3 separate regions of the Mus musculus genome follow, and all the other regions are linked to region 2. A link is a contact called in public HiChIP or PLAC-seq data. All regions are on one chromosome and are shown on one strand. Each heading gives the region's core, a stretch centred on a gene start, on an enhancer-like site or on the middle of the called end of the contact. The rest is flanking DNA. Distances are from core to core; before and after follow the strand shown.

What was found. HiChIP or PLAC-seq counts read pairs in DNA pulled down with a chosen protein or histone mark.
Region 1: a contact with region 2 is called in an H3K27ac HiChIP or PLAC-seq map of the NIH/3T3 cell line, with 3 times the contacts expected there. The contact joins two enhancer-like sites. A contact is called at or near these places in 1 of 115 datasets of contacts at active chromatin or transcription factors (the NIH/3T3 cell line) and 1 of 9 other capture datasets (embryonic tail).
Region 3: an H3K27ac HiChIP or PLAC-seq map of embryonic fibroblasts shows a contact between it and region 2, with 3 times the contacts expected there. The contact joins two enhancer-like sites. A contact is called at or near these places in 2 of 115 datasets of contacts at active chromatin or transcription factors (cardiomyocytes and embryonic fibroblasts) and 1 of 9 other capture datasets (embryonic tail).

The regions. Positions count from the first base shown.
Region 1 is chr1:78,386,610-78,389,309 of GRCm38.p6, forward strand. All of the region lies in intron 2 of Sgpp2 (sphingosine-1-phosphate phosphatase 2), which reads left to right. Among named protein-coding and RNA genes, the nearest start is that of Gm51634, 31 kb to the left of the region's middle. Within about 2 kb of position 1,407, at least 33 of the 459 cell types and tissues checked have an H3K27ac peak or open chromatin away from gene starts, as enhancers often do. A contact at or near this core is called in the NIH/3T3 cell line, where this site is marked.
Region 2 is chr1:78,056,820-78,059,519 of GRCm38.p6, forward strand. No RefSeq gene overlaps it. Among named protein-coding and RNA genes, the nearest start is that of Pax3, 140 kb to the right of the region's middle. RefSeq lists an enhancer at 2,584-2,700. Within about 2 kb of position 1,257, at least 46 of the 459 cell types and tissues checked have an H3K27ac peak or open chromatin away from gene starts, as enhancers often do. A contact at or near this core is called in the NIH/3T3 cell line and embryonic fibroblasts, where this site is marked.
Region 3 is chr1:78,449,775-78,452,474 of GRCm38.p6, forward strand. All of the region lies in intron 15 of Farsb (phenylalanyl-tRNA synthetase, beta subunit), which reads right to left. Among named protein-coding and RNA genes, the nearest start is that of Farsb, 38 kb to the right of the region's middle. Within about 2 kb of position 1,292, at least 22 of the 459 cell types and tissues checked have an H3K27ac peak or open chromatin away from gene starts, as enhancers often do. A contact at or near this core is called in embryonic fibroblasts, where this site is marked.

The sequences.
Region 1 (2,700 bases), core at 157-2,656, 330 kb after region 2:
GCCATTATGAATAGAGCTTGTATAGATACCCATGTGTAGGGCATATGTATGTGTATATGAATATGATGTGTATGTATGTGTATACATGTATAATGTATATGTATATATAAATTTTTCCAACTCACTTGTATAAATGCCTAGTATGATCCCCAGCTTATGATAAGAATATGTCTAACTTTGTAAAAGAATGTTTTTAAATCATCTTTGGAAGTGATCTTACAATTTTGCTTTCCAGCTACTGATGAATGGGTGTTTCTTTTACTCTGAAACCCCACCAGCATGTGGCATTGTCAGGTTTCTGCACTTTACCACTCCAATATGTACATTGCTGTGTTACTATATAATCAGTGGCATATGGTGTTGAACACTTGACATCTCAGACCCATCCTTTTTTCTCAATTCTGTCAAACCTATAACCTCTATTTGTTCTATTCAGTTCCCAAACCCCCATACTTGGCAGCTCAGAACCATCTGCAACTCCAGCCCCAGGAGATCATACACCCTCTTCTGGACTCTGTGGACACCTGCAGTACTGTGTGTGTGTGTGTGTGTGTGTGTGTGTGTGTGTGTGTGTGTCTGTGTGCACATGCCCCCTACCTCCTCATATTCCTTTGTGGCTTCTCCCCTTCCTAGCAAATAAATATTCACTTTCTCTCACTGTGAGGTAGCTCACATTTTTAAGAATTTTATATGAATTTAGAAGCATTTAGCTGTGCCATTCACTTTCTGTGATGCTTCATTCTGCAGTATCGTTCTTAGCTTTGTCTCTATTTAAACGTATGTCAGCAGCTCAGGGTTCTTGTTGTTTCATAGTAGCATTCAACTGACTGATGACAACACATTTTAGTCCCCTTCTGATGGGAGTTGAGCTGTTTCCAGCTTGGGACTATTAACAAACCAACAAACCCTGCAGTGAACATCCATAGGCAGAACTGTGTGGCCCATGCTTTCCTTTGCTGTGAGTGAATGTCTAGGGTGGCATGGCTGGATCACATGACTAGAATACTCTTAACATCGTTAGGAACTGCCATACTTTTCCAGAGTGGCTGTGCATTCTCAGTGCCTAAGAGAGCTCCAGAACTCTATCCTTGCCACTGCCTGATGTGGTTGGTTCCATTTGTCTTAGTCATTTTAGAGGATGTATGCCACTGTACCTCATTTGTGCAACTCCAAAGGTTCGAGTCTCCTAGTAAGTTGTATGCCACTCCCCATTCTCATTTATCGAAGCTTCTGCTCATGTTGTTCTTGCGACCAGAGCACCTCTTTCCCTTCACTCCTCTTAATTAAGCCATTTTCCCTTAATACTCAGCCCCAGGGTCTTTGGACCCAAGTGCCTTCCTACATGCAACTGTTTGAGTCAGCTTTGTAACAAAATGTCTGAGATAAGCAACTTAGACAAAAGAAATAGTCATTCTGACTCACAGCTGTGAAAGCTTGAAATCTATACGCCCTGTGTTTAGGCCTTGTGGTGGGTGAGGTAGCAGATGCTGGTAGAGGAAGCTGCTTGCCTCATGGTGGCCCGGAAGCAAAGAGAAAGGAAAAACAAGCTGGTGGCCCACCTAAAGGTCGCAGTGACTCCCATTAGGATCCAAACTAAAGCATGCACCCCACAGAGCTCTGTGAATAACTTCCTGTTGAATGTTTTCTTGTGTTTAACCAGACTCTGTGCAGCCCATTTCCCTACTCAAGGCCACGGAGCTGATACAAGGTTGGCACACCCTCGCTTGGCTGTCCTGAGCAGCACTAGCAGAGACAGAGCACCATACTGTGAGCCAATTCTTTACCTCTGCCTTGAAGATTTCAGGACTGTTTTCTCTTGCTTAAAGAGAGCTACTTATGTATCCATTTTCATTTGGATTTTTTTTAAGTTGGAAACAATGTGTAGGTGTGGCAGTGTTTTTAAGGGACCTGAAGAATTGTCCTAATTCTAAACATCCTTTGAGCATAGAAGGGAGAATAAAAATGTAGTCAAAGAGACTTGTAAACTTCAAGAAAATTAGATTTGGTTCAAGCGTTACCCAATCTCTCTTGATGTTACGATTTTAAGGCTTCAGGGCTGTGAATTTTCAGTATTTTGATTGAATTTGTCATCTATGACTGTGACATTTTGTTTACTTTGGTGGTGAGGAAGGGGCAGAGGTGAAATGTTTTTAGCAGCTTCTGAGAAATTCTTGGTAGTCGGTAGTGTTCTACATGCCCCATCTAAGAGCTGGATGAGGTTTTACAGGTTCCTGGGAGGGAGGTGGAGACATAAAAAGAGTGGCTCCAGGAGACTCATTTTGGTAATCAGGGATGGTAAAGAGGCTGTGTTTCAAAGTCCATTGGAAATCACAGGGATGGAATTCAGCGGCTGTCAATGAGGCTTTACAGCCTGGGGATTTGTCCTGCTGTGCAAGATAGCCTCTGCAGGGTTTTAACCCAGGCACTGTGCCTCCCTGGGGAGGATACAATGCCAAATTAACCTGCCACTTGAAGTGTGGAGAGAAAGCATCCCTGTGTGGAAATTCCTGGCAATCAGCTGGCTAGTCCAAGTACTTTTGAAATAGTCCTTCTTAAGAATTCCATCCCAAGGTGAGACGACTCCATCCACCAGAAGCTAAGCCAAGCCCTGGCGACCATAGATTCTGTTGCCATAGTTAAGATGAGAAGGCTGGTAACTAAGGCCTTCTAACTAAGTGCACACTGACCTGTGCAGGAGAG
Region 2 (2,700 bases), core at 7-2,506:
ACATGAGCCTATAAAGAGCATCCATCCTCATTTCAACCACCGCAGTCATCTGCTAAGTTTTTTTTTTTCTGTTACAAAAAAATTACAAATTTAGAGCCAAAGCATGCTGTGACTTTTGTGATCATCCTGTGACCTTTATAAAAGATTTGCTCCTCTTTCTAGTAATCTGAAATTCTAAGCTCTGGAAAGTCATATGAGAAGCTGCAAAGTGTGGTTTCATTGTCAGCTTTGAAATGTAAAGGCTGGAAGACTGTGTTCTACATAAGGGCTCATCTGAATACATCAAATCTATGCACAAGTCCAAACAAAACTTGATAGATGGCTTTCAGTTACATTATCTTCTTATGACTCTACGAAATAGGCGAAAACATTTATCTTCATTTTATATATGCACAAACTGATGATCAAGAGGTCAAATGGCTTGCCCAAAATTATGCGCAATAATGAACTGATAGAATTACACCATATCTATTATATCTGACATCCACCTCTATCTTAAGACAGTATGTGAAGATAGTACGGCAAGCCCAGTTGATCATAATTCCAAAACCTTTCCCACTGCTAAAAACAACCCAAATTTTATTCATTCTTAGCCATCTCCTGAAAAGAATTTGCAGGTTACCCCTCCCAGCCCAAGAGTCAAATTAATTTAAACCAATCCTACTAATTGGCCCCCCCTTTCCAGTGAACTTGGTCTACAAACTAAATCTTGACCAAGGAAACCTAAGAGGAACTTGCTGTGGGGCTGTGTGAGGATGTGAGATTTGAAGCAGCTCAGATAACTTTATAAACACAAGAATGGCTTTCCAGGATGAGGAAGGGCTATGCAGAAGTATGGAATAGAAAAAACTCTGGACCACTGATGACAGAGATGAGCCCTACAAAAAAGGTCTAAGTTATTCCTTACCTTTGAACCTCTTACAACCAAATCCAAAAATCCTCACTATCTCCAAATCTCTTATTCATTGGGACAATAATCCCCTATTGTCTGTCTTTACCTAATTTTCTGTGACAACACTTGAGGCCATTCACACTTAGTGCCAAACTGGTTATTTCTTGGATTCTCTGCTGTAATTTCCCTTGGAAAGTCTATCCAGTCAATATTGCTGCCATTTTTTCTTCAGAAGAGGCCTTAAAGCTTCCAAAATTCAGTTGCTTTCCCAAGCTCATGAATTTAGACATTCTAGAATGAGGCTCCAACGTCATAGTGTCTGACTCCAGGCATGTCACGAGATAAACACTTCTGTAGACGCAGCAGCAAAGCAATGACTCAGCCTCATGGGAGCCTCAAACATCCTGCCACAAGTTTAGCTGTGGCTATTGAGGAATCAAAGGCTTTTTCTTTTCTTCTTTTCCCCCCCAGCCTTTAGACATAGCCCTTCAGGGTTAAATGCTTGTTCCTCGGTACACAGCAGACCATTCCACCATCCAGATTTCCTAAAAACCTCTGAGGAGAGGCTCTCTAACAAACAAATGGTTCCAGAAAAACATGAGGAATAGTCAGTCCTCTGTCTTGGCAGCTTTAAAGGAAATGCAAGATGTCTGAATAGAAAAGATATAGCAATAAGGGGCTACAGAGATGACTCAGAGGTTAAGAACACTGACTGCTCTTCCAGAGGTTCTGAGTTCAATTTCCAGCAACTAATGGTGGCTCACAGCCATCTGTAATGGAATCCAATACCCTCTTCTGGTGTGTCTGAAGACAGTTACAATGTACTCACATACATAAAATAAATAAATCTTCAAAAAAAGAAATGTTACAATAACCTAACAGGTACCTTAGCAAAACAATCCAGTCATAATCAATGATGTTAAAGTTCCATAGAACTCACATCTGGCTGTCATTTGTCTTACTTTCTCATCCCTCAGAAGAGTGAGGAGACAGGAAAATTCCAAACCTAAATGACTTTAACCTAAGACTTTCAAATGATTCAACATGTGAATATTAGTATTTTATAGTTTGTCATTGGGGGAGTTGCTTCTGTCTTGCTTTGTTTTGTTTTGTTTTCAATCTGAAAATATCAGTTTGTTCTGTCCAACCGCGTTGCCAGGCAGTCGCTATATAAAAAAAAAATAAACGTGTGATGGATATCATTCTCCTTGAAGACTTAATAAACAACTTAGTTGATCAAACTCATGCACACAAAAACTAGACAGGAGACAATTCAAGTGGACTTATTTACCAGTAAAATTTCTGCAGAAACTCGATACTCTTTAATAAGCCTTGGAAAACAATGGTTCTTTTTCTTGTGCTTATAAAGAAGTAACAGTGGACATTTTAAAACATGTTTTAATCACTATTGTATTTCATTGTTATTATTTTCATAACAATCTTATGTGTTTCAACTTTGTATCTGTAGAAAGAGTAACAACATTGCCAAGGGATCCATTTATCAGATTACCAAAGCTCCATAATCTGAAAGAGTTTAGGGCTCTCCAGCTTTGAATGGTCAACTTCTGCTTGGATTTCAGCAAACATCGACTTCTGCTTAGCAGACACATGTCACTGTTTAGACTGCCTGACTTCTCCTTCCGTGGAGTTTTAGATTTGCAGGGTCTGAGGATACCTGCAACAAAGGTGCTTGGTGGTGTTCAACAGAATAGAGCTTTTAAAAGAAGGGTTTCCTCCCACGCATCCTCTGAGCGTTTTTTGTGTTTGTTTGTTTGTTTGTTTGTTTTTAATATCTCTTCAATAAATGA
Region 3 (2,700 bases), core at 42-2,541, 390 kb after region 2:
AAGCTTAAGAATATTAAAAATATATGTTCAATTGTAAGGAACAAAAAAAAAAATCCAGCAAAAACTTTCCTAAAATGCTTTTATATGGCAGCACCAAAGTATACACTTTTATTTTAAAATGATGCTGAGAAGCCAAGAAACAAATGTGAAAAGAAATCTCTAAAATGCTCAATGCATCCAGGGGAAATTTATATTCCTGAGGGTTGGCTTCTATGTTGTTAACAGAAACCTGGAATGGATTTTTATCTATTAAAAAAAAATACAGCACTGGATGCATGACAAGGCACATTATACTCACGTTAGCAGATCTTAACTTTGTGGAACCAAGCACACAAAAATAACTTTCTATATTAAAAATGATATATTTACTCAGCTAAGATGCCATCTCATATGAGAAGGATGCTACTTCAAAAACTGTTAACGTCAGTCTCCTTACACCCATGTTTTTTGAATTATTAATTGGAAATTCTACATGCCAAAAAATATGAAATGGTGAAATTAAATTAATCCAGACTGATGACATAAGCCCTCTTCAGAAAGCCGCATTCCACATGTGGATGCTGGATAATCTTCTATTATCTGAGGCTCCAGAATTGATGGACAGTATCTCAGAAGATAGGTATTCACAAACCTATAATAAAATCTTCTTCTTTAGCCGTCATCGAACACGTAAGTTTCATACCAAAACTTATGAAGACTGGACCCTTCTTTCACTCATCCATGTCTACTTTCTGTCAGCTAGAGACTGACGCCATAGTCTTATGCGTGCCCGTGTTTAATGTTCCGTAACCCGTGGCAGATAAGCACTGACATCGCATGTGTGCATGTGTGTACGGATAGTATGCTGAGGAACAACCCACACGAAGACCAACCGTTACGGTGTGTGGTGGCCATGATGCTGGAGGGAGGAAGAAGAAATACAACTCTGAAACAGACCTTGCAATTAAAGGCTTAAAACATAAATTCCTTATTTCCACATGCACTTAAGAAGGGTAAAAAGAAACAGACCGTCTTCTCGCTTACAGAGGCGTCTGGGACAAGGTGAGTGTTTGGGAACCATTTCTCTGTAACCTGGAGGCAGGGAAAATGGAGTTCAAAGCAGGAGCCGCTCTGGAAGATGGAGCAAGGTCTGAGGGAGTCAAAAGCTCAGAGTAGCTGAGCTTCGAGAAGAAAGGGAGGCTGTCTAGAGCTTATGTGAGAGCTCGAACCCAGTGCACTTAGTACAGCAGTGACCAAGTCCAAACCGTCTGAAACCATGCACGTGAGGCTGCTCCTTGGATGAGCGGGTTATGCTGATCTGCTCCTAATGACGTAAGCCCCCAACCCCTTTACAGAGCAAGCCAAGCTCACCCACATCCTTAAGTTCCTGTTCCTTTTAGACCTGCTCATCCTCGACCCAGAGATCCGCTTTCTTGCATTTCAGTGAGATTCGAGGCATAGTGGCAGCTTCCACAGCACTGAGGGAGGAACTGTGACTACAGGACTCAACTGTGTTTAAACCGTGGGAAGGCCTGATTGTGCAAACTGTGCTAGCTTTTCCAGACAGGCAGCCTTTTGCTCATCCCTGCAGTTTTCCTGGCTTTTAAAAATATTTTGTTTACGGTTTGGTCATTCCTGACATTGAAGTGAATGACGATTAACATCTGAAAGCAGCCAGTAACTTTCACAGCAGCCTTGCATGCTCGCCACAGCTACCCTCCCTGCTACAAAACTAAAAACTTACCCTAGGGCAGAGTCTGTACTCAGTTTCTTGTTCCAAAAACACATGCCACTCTGTCCACCAAAAGGGGTAAATCAGCTCAGGCCCCTGAGTCATGACTAATTGTTAAAAGTGTTACAGCAGCTTCGGAGCTTGAGGCTCAGCAAATGCAGTGGCTGCTCAGCCTCACACAAGCCAAACGTGCCTGATTTACAGTGAAGTCTTAATGCCTGAAAAGTGTGCCTGACTTGGTTTCAAAACTGCCAGCCTGACAGCCTCATTCATCACGATGGCCAGTGAGAGCAGTGCTCGTTAGAGTAAAATGTCTGATTAGGTCAAGCAGGGAAATGGGAGTAGTCTTTTGCTTGCTTTCAGAAAAACTTGGGTCAGACAGGAAAAGAAAGAAATTTAGATTCCATTCTTGTCTTCATTTTGGAAGCTATGTTTGCCAAACAGACACTCATATGAGGCTCAGGGGTGCTAGGATTTTCTCGGCATTACAGAATGAGTTACTGGCAGTCCTAGGTCCATTCTCTGCATTCCCAGGGTACTTTGCACATTCTCTCCACATGGAACATGGATACACGGGGTGGCCAGTGAGCCCCAGGGTTCTGCCAGCCCCTGCCTCCCTGGTCTTGGTAAGACAGGCACATGCTGCCAGGCTTGGTTTCTCACATGGGTGCTGAGAATCTGAACACAGCTCTACATGTAGATGTGGCAGGTGCCCTCTTAGACTTACAGTCCTTTCTAGTTTTCTATCACTGTGGTTAACTAGACCACCTGGTTCCTGCTTGCCACACATCACCATTTTTTTGAACCCCATAATTTTGGGACTGCTCACTAAAGAGATTTGGGAAATCTCATTATTAATTGGAAAATCCCTCTATCAGTTATTTTGGTAGTTTCAAAAAGTTTCATTTAGGAACATATGGCCAGGAGAGAGAGGACTTCTAATTTGTAAATGGTAAATTACTCAAAGAGAAATCTCTGTGATTTATTGA